Linked DNA regions of Sus scrofa: region 2 is linked to region 1. The links are chromatin contacts, called in public Hi-C maps. All regions are on one chromosome and are shown on one strand. Each heading gives the region's core, a stretch centred on a gene start, on an enhancer-like site or on the middle of the called end of the contact. The rest is flanking DNA. Distances are from core to core; before and after follow the strand shown.

Region 1 (4,509 bases), core at 948-3,447:
GGTCCACCCCTGCCCCGGCCAGAGCAGGCCCTCCCTGCCCAAGGAGCCCCTCGCCGGCCCCACGCAGGGCCCAACAAGCGGCAGAAGCCAGGAGCCCACAGGACACCGTCCATCGCCACCGCCGAGGACAAGGCCGCCCTTCCTGCCTGCCCAGCGAGACCCCCCCTGACCGCACGGGGTCCACATACATGAGGGTTTTTCACTGAACAGGGCCTATGATACCACGCAATCTGCAGCTGGTTGAAGCCAGACCCACGGACGTGAAAGGCCAACTGTAAATCATACTCAGGTCTTCAACTGCTGGAAGGCTAACTGTACACCCTCGTCACGTCAACACCTCGGCCTGGGCATTCCAGGCCCCAGGCAGGTCCCTTGGCACATTCGCCATTGGTGTGCTCATTGAGAGTCTGCCCTGGAGTCCCTGCGCGGTGCAACAGGATCGGCAACATCTCTGCAGCACCAGGGCACAGGTTCAATCCCCGACCCTGCACGGTGGCTTAAAGAATCCAGAGACTCTATATAATGTAGGGCAGCTGAGAAAAGAGAGAGAGAGAAAAAAAAAAGGCCTGCCCTGAGGGCAGAATGGGACTCTTCAAAGCTGTTCCCACTCGTGCATGCCTGGCCCCAGGACAAGGGCCAGCTTGAGGAAGGGATGGCCAATCTGCCTGCCGAGGGTCCTTGTTCCTTCTGTAATATCAAAGGCTGGCACCAACCTCAAACCCCAAGCAGCTCGCCCAAGCAGACAGGGGTCCAGGCCAGCAGACAGCAGAGTGTGCTGGTTCTTTATTACAATGGGTGGTGGGCAGTAACGGGGGGGGGGGGGGGGGGCCGCCATGCGCACCTCCAGACTCATTGGTTCTTCAGATAGATCTTGGGGGTCTGCCAGCCTGCAGGGGCTTCCTTCAAGCCTGCCTTCTGCCAGATGCGCTTCAAGTCTCTCTCAAACTTGACCTGCTTCTGTCTCAGGCGCCCTTCCCTGACTTTCCGCCGCAGGAACCGGGTTCTCTTGACCAGCTTGCGGTACTTGTGGTGATTCATCTTCCGCCGGCGGATCTTCAGGATGTTTTTGCACTGCATCTGGGGTGTGTCCCGAACCTCCTTATCCCCCTGCTTGACCCCTTCCCCCACCTGGCTAGGCGGACATTGATAGAGCTGAGCTGGAGACACAGTCCCTGGGGTCCCAGCGCCCAGTCTGGGCAGGAGGTAGCGAATGGTCAGCCAGCTCTCCAGCGGGCTGATGGACATCTTCCTGGGGACCAGCATCTCCTCAAGCTCTGGGTGGACGTGCTTGCCAGGAAGAGAGGCAATCCCACTGGGGCCTGGGGGCTGCGTGCTGTAGCGAGGCCTGCAGGCGTGCCTGCCCAGTACCTCTGAGACGCGCGGGGACCCACTGCGGCCTGCAATAAACAAGCCGACACAGTTACCACTCCTATGCACGGCCAGCGGGCCTGGGGCGCAGAACCTCCACGGCAGACTGGCCTGAACCCCTGCCTACTACATTCTCAGGCCCAAACTATGACACTTGGAAGCTTAAGGGGCTGTTTGTGCAGCCAGGCCCCCGGCTCCAGGGGGTGAGATACAGCAGCGGGGCGCAGCGGAGCTGCTAGTCCCACATCCAACCCCAGGTGCGTATCCAGCCCGTCCGCCCCCGTGGGGCCTCTTACCTGCCCCGGGAACAGCCCTGAGCAGCTGGGAAGTCAAGCGCACCAGGAACATGGTTTGAGTGTGGCGGCGGGCCCGGGTGCTCAGCAGAGCTGGAACACAGGTGGGAGCCGAGGTCACTCCGAGGACTGCGGTCACGCCCCGCCTCCCCTCCCGTCGCTCTCACCACCCCCTCCCGCAACGGGAACGTTACTTCGAGTACGACTCCCTCAAAACCTCCGCCTCCGCCGTTCCCCAGCTGCGCGACTCCGGGCAGGTACCGACCCTCCCTGAGCCTCAGCTTCACCCCGAAGCGCCCACCGCACGAGTGGGATCGACGCTCGGGCTCCAGGTCCCGAGCCCTACCCGGCCACGGCCGCCTTCGCTGTCCCTGGAGCGCGAGCTCTGCGGCCGCACGCCGAGCCTCCCCAGACGCCGCCGAGAGACGCAGCGGACCATTCCGCCGCCGCGCTCAAGCACTTCCGGTCCTTCCCTAAACCGACCCCCAGCCCGCGTGCGGCCGCCCGCCAGTTCCTACGCCCAGCGCCCCCTAGCGCATCACGGCTCCCTGCTCCTTGTCTGCGCAGACCCAGACGGGCCCCCAAATCGACGGCTTCCGGCCGGAGGAACCGCCCCCCCACCCCCGCGCGCCCCGCTCCCAGATCGCCAGTTCCGCCTGTGTCCAGCAAAGGCTAGAAAACTACATTTCCCACAATCCCAAACGATGCCGTCTGCACCTGAGTGGCCCGAACTCCCTTCCCTCCACGACTGGCCAAGGGCCAGTTGGTCCAGGCGGCCGGAAGTGGCGTTTCGGAGCTGCGACAGGGATGTTGTCCCGGCCACGGAAATAGAGTTCGCGGGACGACAGAAGTGGCGGGAGCTACTGCGCCCGCTGGAGCGGGAGGCTAAGGATCAGGAGCCGCTGAGGTTGCGGGCGTGGCCCCTACCCCCGAGCCCTCCTCGCGAGGATGGGAGGGAAGGTGGCCGACACGTGGTGCCTGCGCGCCCGGGCTCCTGCAGCCCGAAAGCCAATAGTGCGGCGCCGGGGCGCCGTAAGATCTCGGGGGTCTTGGGACCCGCCGCCCCCTCCATTTGGCTTTCAGATTCCTCGCTCTGCCGGTCTGGATAAGCGAAGGAGGCCCCGCGTCTAACGCAGGATAGAAAGCGGGATAGGTGGGTTTTTGTTTCCTTTAGAGCAAGCAAACTCCCATCCTGTGCCTAAGATTTTGTTCGAAAACCAAAAGCAGTCTCCCTGGAGCTTGCGGTTCGGCTAGAACTCAGCGTTGCTCCTCAAGAGTAGGGGACCAGAAGGGCTTCACCTGTCTAGTCCCGAAAGGCTCTGTTGTCCTCACTGAAGTTGGCTAGCGTGGACAGGATCCCCAGAATGACCTGCAGGGACGCCTGGTAGGGAAGGGATGTAGGGAGAGCCCCACTGGCTCTGCTCAGAGGCTTGTCCTGTAGGAGGGCCTTCCAGTGAGTCTTAGCAGGAAGTGGCCAGGCCTGGCCACCCCCAGGCTCCAACCTGGCTAAGCAGGGAGTGGAGGGCAGGCCAGTGGGAGGGCAGAAGCTGCAGCCTCCAGGCCCAGCGCTATAGCCGAGTCACGTGATGACCCTGCTCTTCAGTGGCAGGGGCTGCTTCTGGGTCCCACCTGTGGGAATGCCCCTCTCACTCCAGCCGCCCGGCCTCCCCAGTCTTTTACTTACGTTTGGTCTTAAGAGTGAGCCACCTGGATTGTGGGTGCTGACCCCGTCGCTTTGACACCTCCTTGGCTTTTTAACACTGGGCACCTTCCCCCAGGCTCACTGGCCCTAGTGTGGCCTGGAGAGAATTCACCCAGGTCCTGTGACAGGCCCCTGACAGCCCCTGATCCACACCAGGAGCCTTGCTCCCAGCTGCCGCCAGCCTGACACACAGCCTGGTGGGTCGCAAACGAGCTCCCTCCGGTGTAAGGGGACCCAGGACCATTGTGTCCTTTACACGCTCCCTTTACCCAAGGACAGGAGCCCTGACAAGGCTCCACAGAAGAGCAGGCGCATGGCATGCAGTACAAAATCCAACGCTTTAATGAGCTCGAGATGGCAGCGCAGACAAAGCACTAGAACGGATGCTGCGGGCTGAGCCCGGTATCCAGCAAGCAGGAGGACACACCACAAATTCTCTAAAGTTCCAAATGTCCTGAGTAGAGAGAACTGTGTTTATTTAACCACATAAAATGCATATATACGAAATGCCTCAGTATTGGAGCTGGTGGCCTGCACTCAGCGTCGCAGATAAAAATATAGGACTTTCAACACAGATCGAAATACCTTCACATTTAAAAAATCAGAATCCTCTACATGTTTTAAGCTGACAGAATTCAAGTTCTGAGTTTTCCGATACGGCTGTAACGTGTACGAAACACGTTTATTTACAACATGGGCAGGGAGTGAGGGGCTGTTAAGGCCATTTTCTCATGTCAAACACTGCAAGATACGTACATAAGTACAACCTAATATAGGCAAAGGTTCAAAGAGTCATTTTCTTGGTTTAACGTAATTGAGGGTCGGTACAGGGGTGGAGACCGCTTGTCCTTAGCACCAAGCCACACCACGAGGACGCGGGCCTCGGCCGCCGGCTGCTGTGGGGGGCTCTGCAGGACAGGTGGGGGCCGGGCCCGGGCCAGGCTTGAGGGCACCTTGCCCTCCTCTCAATTCCGTCTCCAAAGTCATCTCGAGGCCCAGGGTCAACAGCCGTTTCCAAGAAAGAGCCGTGCCCCGGGGCCAGGGGCTGAGGTGTGCACGCCGAGGGACCATCCCTCACCTCCGGTGCCGGCTGTGCCCAGGGTGGTCCCGCTCGTAGCGACGACCTGTTCGCTCGTAAGATCGAGA
Region 2 (4,376 bases), core at 286-2,785, 49 kb after region 1:
TGTCTTTTTGCCATTTCTTCGGCCTCTCCCGTGGCATATGGAGGTTCCCAGGCTAGGGATCAAATTGGAGCTGTAGCCACCTGCCAGAGCCACAGCAATGTGGGATCCAAGTTGTGTGTGCCACCTACACCACAGGTCACGGCAACACCAGATCCCTAACCCACTGAGCAAGGCCAGGGATCAAACCCCAAACCTCATGGCTCTTAAACGGATTTGTTAACCCCTGAGCCATGACGGGAACTCCTTTTTTTTTTTTTTTTTTTAATGGCCACACCCAAAGCATTTGGAAGATCCTGGGCCAGGGATTGAATCTGAGTCACAGCTGTGACCTACAACGCCGGATACTTTAACCCATGGGACTGGCCATGGGATAGAATCCATGATCCCAGCCGTTGCAGTTTAATCCTTGACCACTGCAACACAGCTGGAACTCTCCCCCCCCCATTTTTTATTCAGGCTTAAAATTGTTTGTTATTTAAATCTAGTGGAGAAACTCACTGTGTATAATTTTGGGAACGCAACAAATTCCATCAGGGAAAGAATTCAGGAGCAATTTGGATTTTGGTCCAAGAAGTGAATTCTGCTAACTTTGGACACTGGGTTCCGGAGCAGCCCTGGCCTTGTCCATCCTTGTTCCTTCTCCCCCAGCGGTCTGGCCTGGACCTTGGTCCCAGAAGCTGTCATGTGGCCTTCAGAGGTTCCCAAGGAAAACGCTCAGGGATCAGTGACCAGACCCAAGACCCCTCCGCCCAGAGGAGCGCTCTTCTGGCGAGGGCGCCCTCTGTGGGGCCTTGGGGGCTCTGCCTTCGCATACTTTGGGTGGAGATCCCTGTCCGCTCCCTTGTGAGCCACTTTAAGTAAAGAAAGGATCATACAACAGCGGACCGCTGTTTTGCTGAGACGCTGGCGGCTTGGGAGGGCCCTTCATCCTCCTAGCAGGAGACTGGCCAGGGCCGCGCTTCTGCCCTTGTATCATCTCAGTGAGAGCCGAATGGATGCGTTGGCACCGCACCGCGCCAGGCTCCACTTGTCCCGCGCCGCCCGGCCTGTGGGGCAGCCCGCCCTGCGCGGGACACGCCCAGCCCGCGCTCCGCCGTCCGCAGGGTCTCTTGGCCTCCCGCTCCCCCGGCCTTCCTTCCCCGGGCAGGGACCTTTCCAACCGATCCCTCAGGCTCTTCCTCCCGCGGCCGCTTCCTCGGTCGGGACCCCGCGCATCAAGAGCGCCCGGCTCCCAGACCTGCCTCTCGGTTTCACCCGGGGCTGGAACTCCATGGGTGCCCATGGCAACGGGATCAGTGTCACGGCTACGAGGAACTGACGTATCCAAGGGCACGCACGCGCCCAGCCCTTCAATTTTGTCCCTGACCGGCCGCTGTCACCTCGCCCCGCCCCTCTGGGGACCTGCCCCCTAAGCCAGCTCTTGCAATCGCGGCCGCGACGCCGTGACGTCACTCGCCTGCGACCAATCCAAGTGCCGCGCTCGGGACGTGGCCCTCACGCGCACCCGTCGCCCGGGAGGCGGGGCCGCTGTCGCGCCTGCGCAGAGTCAGTGCCGCCGGCTCCCGGCGCGTGGGGGCTGCACTTCGCTACTCGTGTCTACTCGGCTTCGGATCCTTGAGCCTGCGGCGCCCGGTGCTCACTGGCCATGTCGTGGCTCTTCGGCATCAAGGGCCCCAAGGGCGAAGGCGCTGGGCCGCCGCTGCCGCTGCCGCCTGCGCAGCCCGGGGCGGAGGGCGGGGGGACCGCGGCGCAGGGGACCGGCCGGCGCCCAAGGACAAATGGAGCAACTTCGACCCCACGGGCCTGGAGCGCGCGGCCAAAGCGGCGCGCGAGCTGGAGCACTCGCGTGAGTGCCGCTGGGGGGCTCGGTCAGGGCGGCCCCTGGGGGGTTCGGGGGCATCTGGCCCTCGGTGGTCTGAGCCATGGAGCTCTTGTCGGGAGAGGAAATCGGCTTCCAGCGGTAAACCCAATGGAGCCACTCTGCGTGCAGGGAGGTTCGGGATCCCCTGACCCTTTGGCACCTTCCCAGCTGCCACACGTCTTTCAGGGGGGAAACCGGTGGCGAGGGGACTAAGGGTACAGGTAGCAGCTGGCGGGGCTGCACCTTCGTTTTTAGGTACCACCTATTGCTCCCTCCACGTGGAATGGCCAGAGCTGGCTGGGTTGGGGATTTTCTTGTGGTGGATGCTAGCAATTTTTTGCTGAAGAGGGGAGCGCGTTTGAGGGTAATTGGTTTTAAGGAAAATAAAGTAGATCTGCACTTACTGTTGAGAAACGTTAGCTTTCAAGTGAGGTCTGCAAAGCAGCAGATCACCGATCAGCCCTGGCCCAGCTGATGACTGACCTTCCTAACCCGGGCCCTGAGGCATCAGTGGTGATGGCACCTTCACTAAGCCCACGTGCTTTCCTCCCAGCTTCCTTCCTCTGTGGCTTTAAACCACTTGTGTCCAGATTGCAGCGTGTGCGTTTGAGAGTCTGGAACACATGCTCAGCACGCGCCAAGTAAATACTTCGCTCTCAAACCTTTAAATAGAGGTGCCTTTTTCTCAAAGGAGATCTTAGAGAGTAGTTTGTGGCAAGCAGGTATAAGCGGAGTCTTCCTGTCGAAGGAGGATGTGGCCTGGCACTCTGTGGCTCAGTCCCCGCCCTTCTGCAGGGGTCACAGAATTTCCTGGGCAAAGGTCTCCAGCCTGCCTGGCTCTCAGATCCTGGAAGGGACATTCAGAGCATTTGGATATTCGGGCCTGGGGCCCAGGGCTGCCTATTTCCTTAGGCCTGACTGGGAAACGCCCCATCCCAGACTACGTGTGTTAAGTTTGCAAGGTCATTTCAACAGTCAGGTTGGATTGAGAGATAGTGGCTGGGCTTCAGGACACCTCAGATGATGACACTTTTGTTACGGGATGTAATTTCTTAGGTTTCTGTGGGAGCTTCGCCCATTCACCCTGCCCAGAATTTCAAAGTGTTTCTCCTTTTGGAAGGTAAATCCTGACTCTTGGTCCGCAGTTAGATTCTTAACCCACGGCGGGAACTCTTCTGCTTCACTTTTTTTCTTGCCATCCCCCTGGCTTCTCTGCTGGCCCGGGGGGGAGAGGTTTCGCCTCGGTCAGCTGCCTCTTCCTGTCCCCAAGCCCTCCTTCCCAGCGTGCCTCTGGCCCCTTAGCAGGCCTGTCTTCTGGGCTGCTCACCACCAGCAGTGCCCCCCCTGGTTGGCCCCAGCCCACTCTTGTTCTCCACGTGGCTGTCTGCACGCAAACCAGACATGTCCTTGCTGCTCCTCACAGCCTGACTGCTGTCTCTGTCCCTTGCGGCCCAGCCGGATGCTCTCTGGTTCCCCAGGTCTCTGGGAAGCAGCCTGGAAATGTGTGGCCTCGGGGCAGTGCACTGGTGGGGCCTCGACCCTGTCCACAGTGAAGCACCGCACGCAGGTCCGTCCTGACGTTCGGCTTTCCCAGCAGGGAGAGGACGGGGCTCAGATTCTTTCCAGGACACCCGTGTGTTGCCACGTGTCGACACACACGAGTTCCCCCCGATGAGGAAAGCATGCCTATGAGACGTTAATGACATGCACGTTTGTAACTCACACCGGTGAAGAACCATCGGCTTCCGCTTCTTTCTCGTCTAGTCCTTGTTTGCTTCTTTTTTTTTTTTTTTTTTTTTTTTTTTTTTTTTTTTTTTTTTTGTCTTTTTGCTATTTCCAGGGATCGAATCTGCATCCTCATGGATGCTAGTCAGGTTCTTAACCCACCGAGCCACAGCAGGAATTCCTGGATTGCCTTTTTCTCTGTTGTTAGTGTCCTTTGAAGCAAGTTTTTTTTTGTTTTTTTGTTTTTGTTTTTGTTTTTGTTTTTCTGCTATTTCTTGGGCCGCTCCCGTGGATATGGAGGTTCCCAGGCTAGGGGATGAATCAGAGCTGTAGCCACCGGCCTAGACCAGAGCCACAGCAACGCAGGATCCGAGCCGCGTCTGCAACCTACACCACAGCTCACGGCAACGCCGGATCGTTAACCCACTGAGCAAGGGCAGGGACCGAACCCGCAACTTCATGGTTCCTAGTCGGATTCATTAACCACTGCGCCACGATGGGAACTCCTTGTTTGCTTCTTATTCGAGTTCTCGCCTGTGTGCTCCGTGGCAGGTCAATAACAGGTATCAGAGGATTTAGAGAAATGCACACACTTGAAAAACGAAGGACGTTTCAGCCACAGGCTTCCTTTTTGCTTCATTGGGAGACGCAGAACCCTGTCCTGGCCCTGCTGCTGTCAGTGCGCGTGGGACCACCTCTTTGACGGAACCCTCTGGGATGTGACGGTCCCCTGGGGGACAAGACCTCATGTGGGGCTTCCCCTTGGGGATGGGGCAGATGAACTGGGAAC

Evidence for each region. Hi-C and Micro-C count contacts between places; a contact is called where the count stands out from the background.
Region 2: a Hi-C map of liver shows a contact between it and region 1, with 4 times the contacts expected there. The contact joins the promoter of LOC100525876 here to the promoter of AURKAIP1 in region 1. A contact is called at or near these places in 1 of 5 promoter capture datasets (liver), 4 of 47 Hi-C or Micro-C datasets (epiblast stem cells, heart right ventricle, liver and 1 more) and 2 of 2 datasets of contacts at active chromatin or transcription factors (alveolar macrophages and skeletal muscle).

The regions. Positions count from the first base shown.
Region 1 is chr6:63,655,371-63,659,879 of Sscrofa11.1, forward strand. AURKAIP1 (aurora kinase A-interacting protein) reads right to left here and starts at 2,198. Exons shown (of 3, transcript XM_021097450.1): 1 at 2,008-2,198; 2 at 1,665-1,754; 3 at 750-1,397. The coding sequence starts at 1,716. The coding sequence ends at 850. It overlaps LOC110261342 (a long non-coding RNA gene), which reads left to right and starts at 2,305. Exons shown (of 2, transcript XR_002345410.1): 1 at 2,305-2,814. It overlaps CCNL2 (cyclin-L2), which reads right to left. Exons shown (of 11, transcript XR_002345407.1): 11 at 3,683-4,509.
Region 2 is chr6:63,704,620-63,708,995 of Sscrofa11.1, forward strand. LOC100525876 (ATPase family AAA domain-containing protein 3) reads left to right here and starts at 1,536. Exons shown (of 17, transcript XM_003127504.5): 1 at 1,536-1,733; 2 at 1,736-1,846. The coding sequence starts at 1,646.